Regions from separate parts of the Mus musculus genome. Here region 2 is linked to region 1. A link is a contact called in public Hi-C data. All regions are on one chromosome and are shown on one strand. The core of a region is the stretch at or near the end of the contact, and the rest is flanking DNA. Distances in the headings are between cores, read along the strand shown. Region 1 has its middle 28 kb from the start of A4galt. Region 2 has its middle 3.2 kb from the start of Gm52181.

Region 1 (3,459 bases), core at 571-3,070:
TAAATCACCCAGACAGGATGTGAGCAAATTTGGGTCATGCAACTGGATTATGTCCTTAAAGGCATCTGCCTTGAGGCTGGAGAAATGAAGTGCTCAGAGGTTAAGAGCACTGTCTGTTCTTCAGAGGTCCTGAGTTCAATTCCCACCAACCACATGGTGGCTCACAACCATCTGTAATGGGACCTGATACCCTTTTCTGGCCTGCAGGCATACATGCAGGCAGAATGTTGCATACATAATAAACAAATAGATAAATAAATAAATCTTTTTTTTTTTCTTTTAGATATCTGCCTTGGACTCTAGTGTCACCTTTTTGGTTGACTGGAAAGTGGTCATAGCTGAGTCCTCTACAAACCACAGCCCAGGGAGGGCTGAGACATAGCTGGCTCTGGACTGTGTGAGGCAGACATGGTCTTTCTCAAACCACTGGGCTTTTTGTTACTGCAGCTTCCTGAATACTGTCCCCAATCTGTCACGGATGTACATTAGATTCTCATCTGGTGCAGTGGCAGCTGGATGCCTCTGGGGTCTCGCTTACTTCTCTTTGGGTGTTGGAAGCTGATGGAGTTTGTGTTTTGTTGGTGAATTAAGGACATCAGGCCGGGCGTGGTGGCGCATGCCTTTAATCCCAGCACTCGGGAGGCAGAGGCAGGCGGATTTCTGAGTTCGAGGCCAGCCTGGTCTACAGAGTTCCAGCACAGTCAGAGCTATACAGAGAAACCCTGTCTCAAAAAACAACACACACACACACACACACACACACACACACAAGGACATCAGGAACGGCTTCTGGTCTTTACTTCACTGTCACCACCAAATGGCTTTCTCCTGCCCAGGCTCTACTGAAGTGCTTTATGCTGGCTGGCTTTATGATAACTGAACACAAAAGGAACATCATTTTGGAAGAAAAAAACCCTTCAATTGAGAAAATGCCTCTACCAGATTGGCCTGTGAGCCAGCCTGGGTGTATTTTCTTAATTAATGCTATTAAAGGGCTCAGCCTGTTAGGGGTGGGGCCATCCCTGGGCAGGCGGTCACTGGTTCCATAAGAGAGCATGTCGAGCTAGCCATGAGGAGCAAGCCAGTAAGCATCACACTTTCCATGGCCTCTGCATCAGTTCTTGCCTCCAGGTGGTTCCTGCCTTGTTTGAATTCTTGCCCTGACTTCTCTGGATGATGGACTACAAACTGAAAGATGAAATAGACCCTGTCCTCCCCAGGTCACTTTTGGTCATGGTGTTTATCACAGCAAGAGACCCTAAGTAGCTCCTGCTCGCTCCCTCTGCCACCCTGCTCCCGGAGAGATCACACTTGAATCATTGTTGCCCACTCCAGACCTCCACCCTCACAAAATTCCCAGCATGCCTAGCGCCCAACTGGGCCTAAGCAGAGATTTGTAAGATGTCCAGCAAGAAAGCAGACTTCCAGGAACGGGGCCCTCGGTGCTCATCAACCCTTGGCCTCTGTTTAGGCAGTCAGAGGGAGGGCGGTCCGATTTAATATTTAAACAAGAGGCTTAATGTTGATATAGCAGTCAGGGGAAATTAGTTCCCTAGCTAGCCCTGAGCTGCTGGGAAAGACTTTCCTGCTGGCCAGTGCCTGGCTGGCCAGCCTGGAATCTTCACTAGGTGACAGATCCATAGCTTGCCTTGGGCCCCTTATGGGTTCTGTCTCCCTCAGCCATGAACAAAAATATCTATAAGCCAACTAGCCAGTGAGAAACCACAGGGCTGAGGATCTGATTTCACGTCCTGTCCCCGGGACTGGTTCCACCCAGGCAACCCCTCCCTTTCCCATTCTCAGAATCCAGCTGTGTAGCAGCTCTGACCTCTCCCCCAGAAAGCAGCAGCTGGAGGTTGCCAGGGTAACCGCACTCTGGAGGGTTGGGCCAGGGCAGGGGAAAATGCTGGCAGGGTATCTAGAATCAGGCCCTAGCAGAGAGTAGGGTGAGGGGTCCCGCAGGGAGTTGTGTGTGAGGCAGGAGCTGAGGGTCTAGTCTGTGGGTCTGTGGGTGCATTGAAGTTTATACGAATGGCCAGCTCCCAGCCCACACAGCCCCACAAGCCTGCACTTATCTCTAAAATCACATAGGGTCTAGCCCGAACCTCCACTCCCTGATGTGGGAGATGGGATGTTAAAATGAAGGATTTGGGTGCACACAGTGTGGCTCCTTTGCTAGTGGCATCCATGCTGGGAACCAGCATAGCTCAGCTCCTGTTTTTCGAAAAAAAAACAGGAACAAGTCAAAACTGGCCCCAACTCAGAGGCTGGCAGCTGGCAGAGGGCTTTTAAGCTGGACACTAACCAAGACATCCCAGCCCAGGAAGTGCATGAAAGCGGCCAGTGATGGTGGATGCCGAGATTCCCCTCACCGGGCCTCAAAGCGTCTCTCTCATCTAGGAATGAGTCAGCCCTTCACTCCTGTCACCCAGGCCCCGTCTGCCTTTCTGCCAGTTCTCCAGGGTACACTGCTATTTCTGCTGTGCTGTATTTTGGTTGGCAGTTTATGGCAGCTGGAATAAGGTCCAGAGTGGAGTGGCTGGGCAAGACACAGGCTGTTTGGATGAAGGGTGGAAGAAGATGAAGAACCTCTCTGTTCACTTGCTAATTTGGATCTCTGCTTCTAGATATGGCCCAGCTAGGCATGACTTGAGGAAGGTCTGGGACCAGGGCTGCCTCCTGCATCCGTCAGGAAGGCCTGCCCACAGGACCTCAGAGAGGACTCTGCAACTGCTCTATCCACTGTGCGGAGGGGCCATGTGGCCAAGTCTCAGACCGATGCACCCAAAGGAGCAAGCAGTAGACTAAGACCAGCCCTTCTGAGCTCTCAGCTCTGCTGGGGATAAGATTTTGAGACCCTCACCCAGCTACATGGCATTCTGAGTCTGATCCTGGGAAGAACCCAGAGATGCACTTAGCCCAGTCTCACTTTCTAGGCCCTTTACTGAGACCGGCTGAGAGTCGGCTAAGCTGGGATTACCCCCAGGTGCTGAGGAGCTGGAGGAGGCTCAGTCCCAGAAGGCTTCCTAAGAGGCTGTCTGCATCGTAGGTGGTAATGATGGTTGGGAGAGGTTCTGCAGGCAACATGGCAGGAGTGTGGTGTCAAGATGCTACTATGAGAAAGAGTTCTAAGAGGCTGTACTGGCTGGTTTTGTGTGTCAACTTGACACAGCTGGAGTTATCACAGGAAATGCCTCCATGAGATCCAGCTGTAAGGCATTTTCTCGTTTAGTGATCAAGCGGAGAGGGCCCCTTGTGGGTGGTGCCATCCCTGGGCTGGTCGTCTTGGGTTCTAGAAGAAAGCAAGCTGAGCAAGCCAGGGGAAGCAAGCCAGTAAGTAACATCCCTCCATGGCCTCTGCATCAGCTCCTGCTTCCTGACCTGCTTGAATTCCTGTCCTTTCTTTGGTGGTGAACAACAATGTGGAAGTGTAAGCTGAATAAACCCTTTCCTCTCCAA
Region 2 (3,459 bases), core at 674-3,173, 260 kb after region 1:
CTGGCCCAGGTTAAAGATATTTAAAGTGTTTGCAAGCTAGGGATGGTGGCATATGCCTTTAATTCCAGCACTGGAAAGGCAGAGGCAGAGGCAGAGGCAGAGGCAGAGGCAGAAGCAGGTGACTCTCAGTTCAAGTCTAGCCTAGTCTACAAAGTGAGTTCCAGGACAGCCAGGGCTTTACAGAGAAGCCCTGTCTCGAAAAACCACTCTGTAGACCAGGCTGGCCTCAAACTCAGAAATCCACCTGCCTCTGCCTCCCAAGTGCTGGCATTAAAGGCGTGGGCCACCACTGCCCGGCTTCTTGTAAGATCTTAAATTGGTTTTATTTTACATCTAGGGTTCAGGTCTTAGTTAGGGTTTCATTGCTATGAAGAGACACCATGACCAAGGCAACTCTTATAAAGGACAACCTTTAACTGAGGCTGGTTTACAGGCTCAGAGGTTCAGTCCATTATCATCATGGTAGGAGGCGTGGCCGCATCCAGGCAGACATGGTGATGGAGGAGGAGCTGAGAGTTGCACATTTCGACCTGAAGGCATCCAGGAGACTGACTCTTCTGCACAGGGCAGGACTTGAGCACTAGGAACTCTCAGCCCAGCTACATAGTGAGACAATTCTTCCTAGGAGACCACACCTATTCCAGCAAGGCCACACCTCCTAATAGTGCCACATCTCATGGGCCAAGCATATTCAAACCACCGAAGTTAGAAAACACTTTATTCCATAAAATAGAATGTGACCTGGGCGAATGCTGTTTTTAACTTCAAAGCATTGTAGATACATTTGAGGCTAGGAAGACTCATACAAAAAACAAAACAAAACAAAAAAGTATTTTTCCCACAGGGAAAGGTTCCCAAGAGAGAAATGGGAAAACTGGGGCTCTGTCACCTCACAGCAGATCCTGAGAGGTCCCAGAGCACTTGGTTGACACAGCTCATGTTAAGTACCACAAGGAACACCTAGGTGCTGGGCCAGGGTCCCTATGGCAGGACATTCCTGCTCTGCAGAAGACCAGCTTAATGCCCCACCCCCACCCCATGGCCTGACACGGAGGCAAATGTATCGTCCAGAGACAGCGTGCTGGTTTATTGGGGGAAGGACGGCCCACAGCCCAGGCACAGAAGAGGTGGGTGAGTCTGAGGTTGCCGACACCGTGCAGGGAACCAGCCAGGCAGGAGCCTAGACCAGAGCGCCAAGCCAAGGACTGGCCCAAGAACAGGACTGTGGCAGAGTCACGTTGTAGAAAAAGCCTGTTAGACCCGTGTAGTCCCAAGACAAATGGTTACAGAGACTCAGGTACCAGAGGAGGGAGGCAGAGTGAGGGGGCTATCTCAGGGTCTAGGGGCCACAGCTCAAGCACCTTGCTGATGGGGAAGCAGGTAGACAGTAGATTAATCCTGGAATAGTTCACAAATGTCAGAAGTCATGCAAATAATCAGACACTCATCCAGATCTTGGGACCCACCCATTATAAGGGGAAAGTAACAGACTGTCATCCGGGACAGTCCCAAAGAGGGTGAGCACTTGAGCCCTGGGCTGGACAGTAAGCAGTACTGTTTCCCAGCTAATGGTTCCTCATGACCTGTTCTGACACCATGGGCTTCCTCCTGGCGTGTGTTCTGGAAGTTTGCAGAGGAAACATCTGCCGGAGAATATATCACCACAACAGTTTGCCTCTTACACATATCTATTCAGCACGGTCTCACACACACTAGCCACCGAGTCACCAACAAATCACCTATTGCTTATTCAAAATGGTGGAGCATCCTCCATCCTTCCACGGGTCAGCCTGCATGACCCGGGACCTCCCCCTCTTCCAGACCTCCAGACTGTAAGGACCACATAGGTCTAGAACTGCCAAAGCTTAGTGGGCGTCATCTACCCATTCACGGGTAGGGCAGAGGTGGGGCCATGAGCCATGCAACTCACTGTCTCAGGAGCAGGGCACATTGGAGCCAAACCACAGGAATGAGTGACATGAACCAGTTATAGCCTGCGTGTGCCCCTTGTTCCTTCTGAGGAAAATACAGCTAACCCCCATTCTGCAGTTGGGAGTCTGAGACGGGGTCTAGCCATGTAGCTCAGGTTGGCCTTGACCTTGTGTAGCTCAGGCTGACTTTGAACACATGCCAATTATCCTGCCCTAACCTCCTAACCGTGGAATTCCAGCCACATGTCACCGAATGCAAATGAGGACATGGCCATTCCGAGATGTGGTTGATGAGAAGGGGTGAGCACAGCCAGAGGGAGAGAGAGTCCAGAGCAAGGAGAGAAAGTAGTGGACTGAACTTGGCCGGTAGACTGAACGGGGCCACGAGGGGCGGGGGACAACTGAGAGAGGAAGAGGAGAGATGCGTGTGTTTGTTGGGGGCGGGGGACCAAGAGGACAAGGACAGTGTTTGGCTTAATGGCAGGGTTATATAGGAAAGAGAAGCTGGGAGGGAGTGGGGGAGGGGGTGGGGGTGGAGTGAAGCCCCTGGGTTGGAGAGGTTTAGGGTAGGGGTTGGGTGAGAAGAGCTGAGAGGAGCCACAGGTATTAAGTGAGCCTGACCACCCGGTGTGTGTGCTTTGGTGTGCTAACAGGAACCACAGTTAGTCATTTGTCCTGAGTTTCTTTGGGACCCAACAGTCACCACACCAGAATCTCTAATTTTATACTGTAAGAAACCAAAGTCCTGTGAGCCAATGGGACCACCCAGATCACAGCTAATAAGCACAGGTCTGTGTCCAGTCACCAACACACAGCACCTAAGTGGCCCACGGTACAGTGTCCTGCCTAACTGGAAAGTCACACAGGAAAATTGCCTGCCCCAACTGCAGCCTTTGCAGATCCTGATTGAACCCGCTGCATGACTGTGCCTCTCCTCTGACACGGCACCAGGCACACCAGGAGGACCTTTCCTTTACTAGCAGCGACATGATAAAAGCATGCATATTGGGTATGGAGACAAGGATTCACATAAGGTGAAATCTACTCTTGTCCTGCACAGCTAGACACAGGGGACAGGGCTGGGGCTAGGGCAGCTGGGGCTGGGGCTGGGGCTAGGGCTAGGGAGGCTGGGGCTGGGGCTAGAGCTAGGGCGGCTGGGGCTAGAGCTAGGGCGGCTGGGGATGGGGCTAGGGCTAGGGTGGTGTCAGGTGTGACTGTCAGAGAATCCCACTTGTGCTGGGTGGTGGTGGTGCATACCTTTAATCCCAGCAGATCAGCTTGGTCTACACAGCAAGTTCCAGGATAGCCATGGCTACATAGAGAAACCCTGTCTCGAAAGACTTAAAAAACAAAACAAACACTTCCCCATTTTCAAGCAGGGCTTATGTAGGTGGCAGCTGGTCCCCACATACTTTTCTGAGCCCCTGGTGTCCAGGGAGTTCCTTGTGAACTGCTGCAGGCTGCCAGCCAGCAGTGCCTACAAAGCCTGAGTCACAGCAACCTCCCCTTGGGATCTGTACCTGCTTCA

What was found. Hi-C and Micro-C count contacts between places; a contact is called where the count stands out from the background.
Region 2: a Hi-C map of embryonic fibroblasts shows a contact between it and region 1, with 2.3 times the contacts expected there. The contact joins two enhancer-like sites. A contact is called at or near these places in 1 of 15 datasets of contacts at CTCF or cohesin (the NIH/3T3 cell line), 11 of 484 Hi-C or Micro-C datasets (the G1E-ER4 cell line, the MNK3 cell line, the N1E-115 cell line and 7 more), 7 of 115 datasets of contacts at active chromatin or transcription factors (craniofacial prominence, embryonic hindbrain, embryonic stem cells and 3 more) and 1 of 9 other capture datasets (embryonic stem cells).

Annotation. Positions count from the first base shown.
Region 1 is chr15:83,221,936-83,225,394 of GRCm38.p6, forward strand. No RefSeq gene overlaps it. Among named protein-coding and RNA genes, the nearest start is that of A4galt, 28 kb to the right of the region's middle. Within about 2 kb of position 1,821, at least 213 of the 459 cell types and tissues checked have an H3K27ac peak or open chromatin away from gene starts, as enhancers often do. A contact at or near this core is called in the NIH/3T3 cell line, bone marrow-derived macrophages, embryonic fibroblasts and 1 more, where this site is marked.
Region 2 is chr15:83,479,473-83,482,931 of GRCm38.p6, forward strand. No RefSeq gene overlaps it. Among named protein-coding and RNA genes, the nearest start is that of Gm52181, 3.2 kb to the left of the region's middle. Within about 2 kb of position 1,924, at least 51 of the 459 cell types and tissues checked have an H3K27ac peak or open chromatin away from gene starts, as enhancers often do. A contact at or near this core is called in the NIH/3T3 cell line, bone marrow-derived macrophages, embryonic fibroblasts and 1 more, where this site is marked.